Linked DNA regions of Mus musculus: region 1 is linked to region 2. A link is a contact called in public HiChIP or PLAC-seq data. All regions are on one chromosome and are shown on one strand. The core of a region is the stretch at or near the end of the contact, and the rest is flanking DNA. Distances in the headings are between cores, read along the strand shown.

Region 1 (3,238 bases), core at 673-3,172, 110 kb before region 2:
AATTTTGTTGTTGGTGGTGGTGGTTTTTTGAGACAGGGTTTCTCTGTGTAGCCCTGGCTGTCCTGGAACTCACTTTGTAGACCAGGCTGGCCTCGAACTCAGAAATCTGCCTGCCTCTGCCTCCCGAGTGCTAGAATTAAAGGCGTACGCCACCACGCCCGGTGCAAAATAATTTTTAATAAAGTGTTATTTCATTTTATAAAAAATCAAACCTAAACAAAGATACATCAACAAAACATGGAACCTCTATAAAATAGTATACTAATGAGTTTTATTTCATGTTACAGTCCTAAGATGAACTCTACTAAGCTGAATTCACAAATAATACACAAGCTAGAGCCCTAGGTACATGCATGTGTGTGTGTAGCAAAAAGGACAACATCTGGAACCAGATGCAGCTTTGCCCCCTGCTCTCAGTGTGATCCTATGTGTGTGACTGACCTTCTGTCTGTCTGTTGTCATTCTGTCACAAAAGGCTAATAACAGTCCTTCTATCACAGAGCTGGTGAGAGGAACAAGTAAAATAAAGCAGATAAACAATGTGTAGCCTTAAGCACTCAATTAATGGCAGCTTCAAAACATAATGTATTCACTATTCCCAGACCCCCGCCCCCAGACCATTTGAGAAAACGCACAAATGTCCAGAACGCAGGCTCTTCACTTGTTGGTTTTTGTGTTTTGAGACAGGGTGTCCCTTTGTTGCCCAGATTGCCTTGAACTCAATTTGTGGCCTCAACTATTTATGTACGATAGTTCCCTCATCATTCCTCAACCTCTCTAGTGCTTAGCTTACGAGCTGTGCCACCACAGGAGCCAGGCTTCTTCGGGAGGAAAAGAAGAAGAAAAAAAAAAAAAAACAAGATCCAAAGTGAGGCTCTGGCTGTTTGTTCTAGAATGAATCTTCATAAATGTACTAAAGTTAATATGAATATTTCATTGGGTGTGGTGGCTTATGCCGGTCATCTCAGCACTAAGAAGGCTGAGGTAAGCAGCTACATATTGGAAACCTTGTCTCAAAAACTATTCATACACTTTGCTATAGAGTATCAATGTGTTTGTTTCGGATGTTGTCTCAGACCAGCTGAAAGGGTTGTGTAAATTCTCAGTCATGCGGTACCTCTGGTTTTCCTACAGTTAGCAAACACACACACAGACTCATATTCCTGTCAGTAGAACAAGGTTAAGGTCTTTTCCCCTTAGTCAGAGTTAATTTTCGTATTACAAATCTCAATATAGTTCTAAGAAATTGAGAATTTCAAACCCGTAACTCCAGGATTAGCGGGTAGAAAAGGTACTGAGCTTGGAATCAAGCCTGATGCTTGACTTCTACCAAGCTGTCAACTTCTGTGTCATTATCTCCAGGGCAATGCCTAGCAACAGCTCCTGGCCTTTAGTATGCCCTTCATAAATAAATATCGAATAAACTCAAATGAGGTGGTCTTTTATTCGCACGTTCTGATTCCGTTCTTCCTCTTAGTCCATCCGCAGTCAGGCGACAATAGTAGTCGATGGGGGAGAAGACCAGACATGATACAGCACAGAGCCGTAGGGATGTGAAGGGCCCTAAACTACTCAAGCTCTTCTTTCGATTGCCCTACAGGGAAGGTGGACCTTAGTCCTACCCTAGGATTGAACATCGATGGTCCCTCCCTTTAAAAGAGAAGCTGTGGGTCTCTCCATCTTCTTTGAACTGTCTTCTCCGACATCAACTCTCCCAACATAAAACCTTTAACCATGGAAGGCTACCAGCATCTCCAGCGGGGCGCAGAATCTGCGCTGGCCTGGAGCGCCAGCTAGTCCGCTAGCCCCCGCCCCCCGCTCTGGAGGACCGTGGGTGGACGCTCTGGCAGCACGCCTCTCGCTGGTCCGGGCGGAGGTGGGCGGAGCCAGCGCCACCCGGGCTGGGGAAGCCGAGGGTGGGGACACTCTGGCCCGGCTCTCGGTGGTGCGGGAGCAGCGGCCGCTCTGGTCGGCGGACGTGCTGCTGAGCAGTCCCGGAAGCGAAGCAGCGATGGCGGAGAGTCCGACTGAGGAGGCGGCGACGGCGACGGCTGGCGCCGGGGCGGCGGGCCCAGGGTCGAGTGGTGTTGCCGGTGTGGTCGGCGTTAGCGGGAGCGGCGGCGGGTTCGGGCCGCCTTTTCTGCCGGATGTGTGGGCGGCGGCGGCGGCGGCGGGCGGGGCCGGGGGACCGGGGAGCGGCCTGGCTCCGCTGCCAGGACTCCCGCCCTCGGCCGCTGCCCACGGGGCCGCGCTGCTTAGCCATTGGGACCCCACGCTCAGCTCGGACTGGGACGGCGAGCGAACCGCGCCACAGTGTCTACTTCGGATTAAGCGGTGAGCCGGGGGTTTTTCCTCCCTCACCCCGGAGCTCCAGGGCTCGACCTTCCCCGCCCCCCACCTTTCCCCATCGGGGCTCTCTCCCGCCTCACGTCTTCCAGGCCCAAACCCTGCGGGCCTCTCTACTGACGGGGGCCTTAAGTGTCGCCCTTTCCCTCCCTCCCGCCCTCTCAGCGCCCGGCCCTACAGCCCAAACAGATCCGCGATTGCCCTCGGGCCTACCCCGCCCCTTAGCGACCTCCGGTGAGCCCTGCAGCTCCGTTCCGGATGCCTTATCCCTACCCCCTCCCGTTCACCCGAAACCTGACCCTTTTGCTCTTCTGTAACGCTCGGTCCCGCCCTTCGCACTTCCCCTCTAACCTACCCCACCAGCTTACCTAAAGGCTGCCCTCAGGCCCCACCCATCAGTTCTCCATCTCTTCTGGAGTCCCCGCTTGGAACATCCTCTACCTGCATTGCCCAGTTGCAGACTCGAGTCAGTCTTCCTTTTTACCTTTCCTTACCTCGTTTCCCCACCATATGGCCCTTTCCACGGGTCTAGAGAGCCTCCCTGACTTTCCAGATCATTTCTTGAACCCCCTTTCCAATCACCCCAAAACTGTCCCTCACACCTGTCCCTGAAACTCTGCGTTCCTACCATCTCTCACTATCACTCTGGATTGTAACATCTTAGTCAAGAACTTTTTTCCTATTATTTACCCCCAAGGTTGTCTGGTTTACTTTTGTAAAGCAGATGTACTCCCTTCAAATACAGGAACAAAAGGCCTAGGGCCTGTCTGTGCTTGTGTCTTGGGTGACCGATCTTAGATCGTATCACTTCATAGATAAATATGTTTTGCAAAAGTGCTCACTTAGTATGGTACCAATTGCATGGCAAAAGATAAGACTGTTGAGCTATTAA
Region 2 (3,199 bases), core at 331-2,830:
GTTTTAGAGTGGTGGGTAGCCAAGAGGAGGAAGAGGAAATGCTGAGTGTGGTTGGGACAGGGTCTTACCACTTGGTCCCCATCACAGCCACGGTCTCTCATAGGCTCCAGACCATTTAGTCCAAAGAGAGAAACAGTCTTTAGGATGTAACAGGCCAGTAGAATTAAGCTTCCCACCTGGCTCTATGTGCTTTGTTCCCATTCAAAGCAGACAATGTTCAGACATCGGCCATTTAGTGATTTCAAGTGGATTTCTTGCAGCAAGCATGCTTTGATACCTGGTTCAAGTGACCATGGGGGGATCCCATAGTACCTGGAATGAGATTGCTGGAGCGTCTGTTCCTTGGGGACCTGCCCCCTTCACACCTTAAGTCCAAGTCCTTCCCTTTAGCTGATTGAGCTCCCAGAAGAGATCAGAACATGTGTGACAAGGGACCTGAAAACTTACATGGACTAGGCAAGGTTCCACTCATGGCTGGATTTGCCCAGCAGCAAGATTGTGAAAGTTGGCTTCCTAATGAAAGTAAGAATATGGACTAGGGGCAGAGGTCAGCAGGAAGGGAGAGCCTGGCTTATTTGGGTTGTCTGGTGACTCAAAGGCCAGATCTTAGGGCAGCTCCTTACCCTGCTTGTCACCTCTTTTTTTTTTTTTTTCCAAACCCTGTCCTAGGTAAGATGGCAAATTATTACAAAAAGCACTTGGGATATTTGGACAGTTGAGAAAAGCAACCTTTAGAAGAAACTGCTTCTGTGCTCAGAGGTCTATGTATAGAGGTGTGTGTGTGTGCACTACACACGTAGTTTTATGAATGAAAGGATCATCTCTTGGGTCTATTTTTTAAATTCTTGGAAACACATAAAAAGCCAAATGGTTTGACTCACTGACTGACTTTGAAGCTGCATCTGCCGCTTACACCGCAGTGGCTTTAACCCCCTCTGGGGTCTGGTTGCCTTTTGCAGTTTGTGGACTTAGTTGCTGGAAGGAGGTCTAGGTACGAGGGAAGTCGTGTGGCCTTTGACTCTTTCCGGTCCTTTCTGTCTTTCATTTCCCTAAACTCTCCGCTTTTGGGGAAAACTCCTGCCTCGCTATTGGCTGGAGACACCATGTCAAAACCCCGAGGATGCTGGGACAGGATGTTCCAGTTGGTTCTGTATGTCCGTTTTCCTTTGTGCCAAAGACAGACAGACAGACAGAGGCTGAGAGGCTGTTTCTAAGACAAAGCAGTGGCCGGCCATCTTTCTACATCTCCTAGGCCTGTCTGTGAGGGGGAGGGTCCTGGAGACTACACTAAAGACAAGCACCACTCTTGTTAAGTTCCTGGGGGATTGGGGTGTGGTGCTTGCCCAGGGCTAGGGAGCAGGGAAAAGGGGGTCCTGTTGCACTTTGGGGAAGGAGGGACTCTTGGGCTCCCTGTGGGACTGCTCTCCTCCCCTGTCCCCACTGCAGAGATGGCACCGTGGAGTTCCCTTCAGGCCTGGCAGACTGGCAGTGAGGAGGGGCCTCAGTTAGCTCTCAAGGGTGCCTTCCCCTCCTCCCTTCCCAGACACCCTCTGCCAAACTGGGAACCAGCAGTGCTATTAACTACCTCAGCCCCAGAGGGCGCCAAGCCTAACTGAGCCCCAGGAGGAGCTGTCGATTTAGGCAACTCTTCTCCCCCTCTCTCGGGACGAGGTCGCCTTTCCTTGTCCTAAGTGCTCCTGGGGGAGATCCTAGTGGCTTTGCCATTCAGACCACACAACTGTTTTTGCCTGTTTGTTGAAAACCAATAGAAGGAGACCAGCTTGGCAGGACATTGCAGGAAGAGACCCCCTCATCAATGCCAGGGGATGTAAAAGCCATTTTCCTTCCAGATACTCAATGGTTTAGGTGCAGAATGTTGTTCTTGTATTCAGACATACATAGAGTAATACCAGCTGAAACATGGTGTTTCTTTCCTTTGGATACATCTCAGTGAGGGTTCAAGATCCGGGACAGGCCACATGCTTCATGGTCTAGAGGCTAGGCCAAAGCCTCAACCCTGCACGGCCTGATGTGGTATCATTACGGATGCCCTCAAATGGGTGACTATGGACTGACAAAAGAAGAGAATTTGTTTTTCTTAAATAGCAGGATGCTCCTGGAGCGTGTGTTTTTCATAATCACAGATGATGAATACTACGAGTATAAATGGATGAACTACCTCAGTCCTCACAGTAAGATTGGAGATGAGGGCAGGGACTCATGCCTCGGGGATGAATCCCAGCCAGGAGAGAGTTTTGGCTTATGCCACACTAGGTTTGTCATGGGGATCGGGCAGGCTTGCCCGGGTCCCCACTCACATTGGTCGGGTTGGCAGGGTTCCGTCATCTCGTGTCCCCTCCCCCCCACCCCATCCCCTTTTCTGCTCTCCTCCCCCACTCTCTCATCCCTTCACTCCAGCTCCTCCCCCTCTCTCTCAGAGCTTAAGCTTAAGCTTGATGTGAGGAAAGGAATGGGCTCCTTCCCTAGAGAGCTGGATGGAGGGTGGTTCTGGGTCCGGCCTGGAATCCCCTAGTCAGCTCCTAACTTGGGAACCGGGGCCTCTTCAACAGGGTTTCTTCAAGATCCTCTGCCTCCACTGAGTCCCCTCGGGAGGTGTGTGTGTGTATGGGGGGAGGGGGCGCGCTCTGAGATAGAGCAGGATCCTTCTGCCCTGGGGCCTGGTCCAGTCTACCAGGCTCGCTCAGGCCACCTTTGTAGTTGACCACCGCCAGGTGCCCTAGCCCTCCCCACCCCTAAATGACCTCCTTATAGAAGCCTGTTTCACTTTTGGTTTTAATCTACCTCTTAGCAAAACAATATAGAGAAATTTAGGTAGTGGCAACTCCACTTGCTTAGGTTAGGCGGGGGAAAGATTTCTTTTTCCAAAGGAAAAACTATTACCTTAAAAATACTTTCCAAAAAATCTTAAAAAAAAAAAAAATAAAAACCAAAAAAAATTTTTTTTTCTTTTAAGGGAGGGAGACAATTTCCAGTAACCATGGGATTAATTTCCTACACTCTTTTCCCCCATACATATGGTTTCCTCTTTGGCAGTTGTCACATGTCACGTAATGATACGGCTTTCCCAGTGATCTCCTTGTCTGGTCACATCCCCACCCCAAGGAGTGCCAGTGAGACTCACCTGTGCTTCCTGTCACAGCTCTGGCCAGGTGACCTGGACATCTCAAACAGGAGCACT

The links. HiChIP or PLAC-seq counts read pairs in DNA pulled down with a chosen protein or histone mark.
Region 1: an H3K4me3 HiChIP or PLAC-seq map of embryonic stem cells shows a contact between it and region 2, with 4 times the contacts expected there. The contact joins the promoter of Ube2z here to the enhancer-like site in region 2. A contact is called at or near these places in 6 of 39 promoter capture datasets (the 3T3-L1 cell line, 3T3-L1-derived adipocytes, embryonic stem cells and 2 more), 8 of 484 Hi-C or Micro-C datasets (the G1E-ER4 cell line, embryonic somatosensory cortex, embryonic stem cells and 4 more), 10 of 115 datasets of contacts at active chromatin or transcription factors (craniofacial prominence, embryonic limb bud, embryonic stem cells and 4 more) and 1 of 9 other capture datasets (adipose tissue).

What each region holds. Positions count from the first base shown.
Region 1 is chr11:96,064,048-96,067,285 of GRCm38.p6, reverse strand. Ube2z (ubiquitin-conjugating enzyme E2Z) reads left to right here and starts at 1,922. Exons shown (of 7, transcript NM_172300.3): 1 at 1,922-2,334. The coding sequence starts at 2,012.
Region 2 is chr11:95,957,747-95,960,945 of GRCm38.p6, reverse strand. Igf2bp1 (insulin-like growth factor 2 mRNA binding protein 1) reads left to right here. Exons shown (of 15, transcript NM_009951.4): 15 at 1-3,199. Among named protein-coding and RNA genes, the nearest start is that of Mir3063, 4.0 kb to the left of the region's middle. Within about 2 kb of position 1,580, at least 8 of the 459 cell types and tissues checked have an H3K27ac peak or open chromatin away from gene starts, as enhancers often do. A contact at or near this core is called in embryonic stem cells, where this site is marked.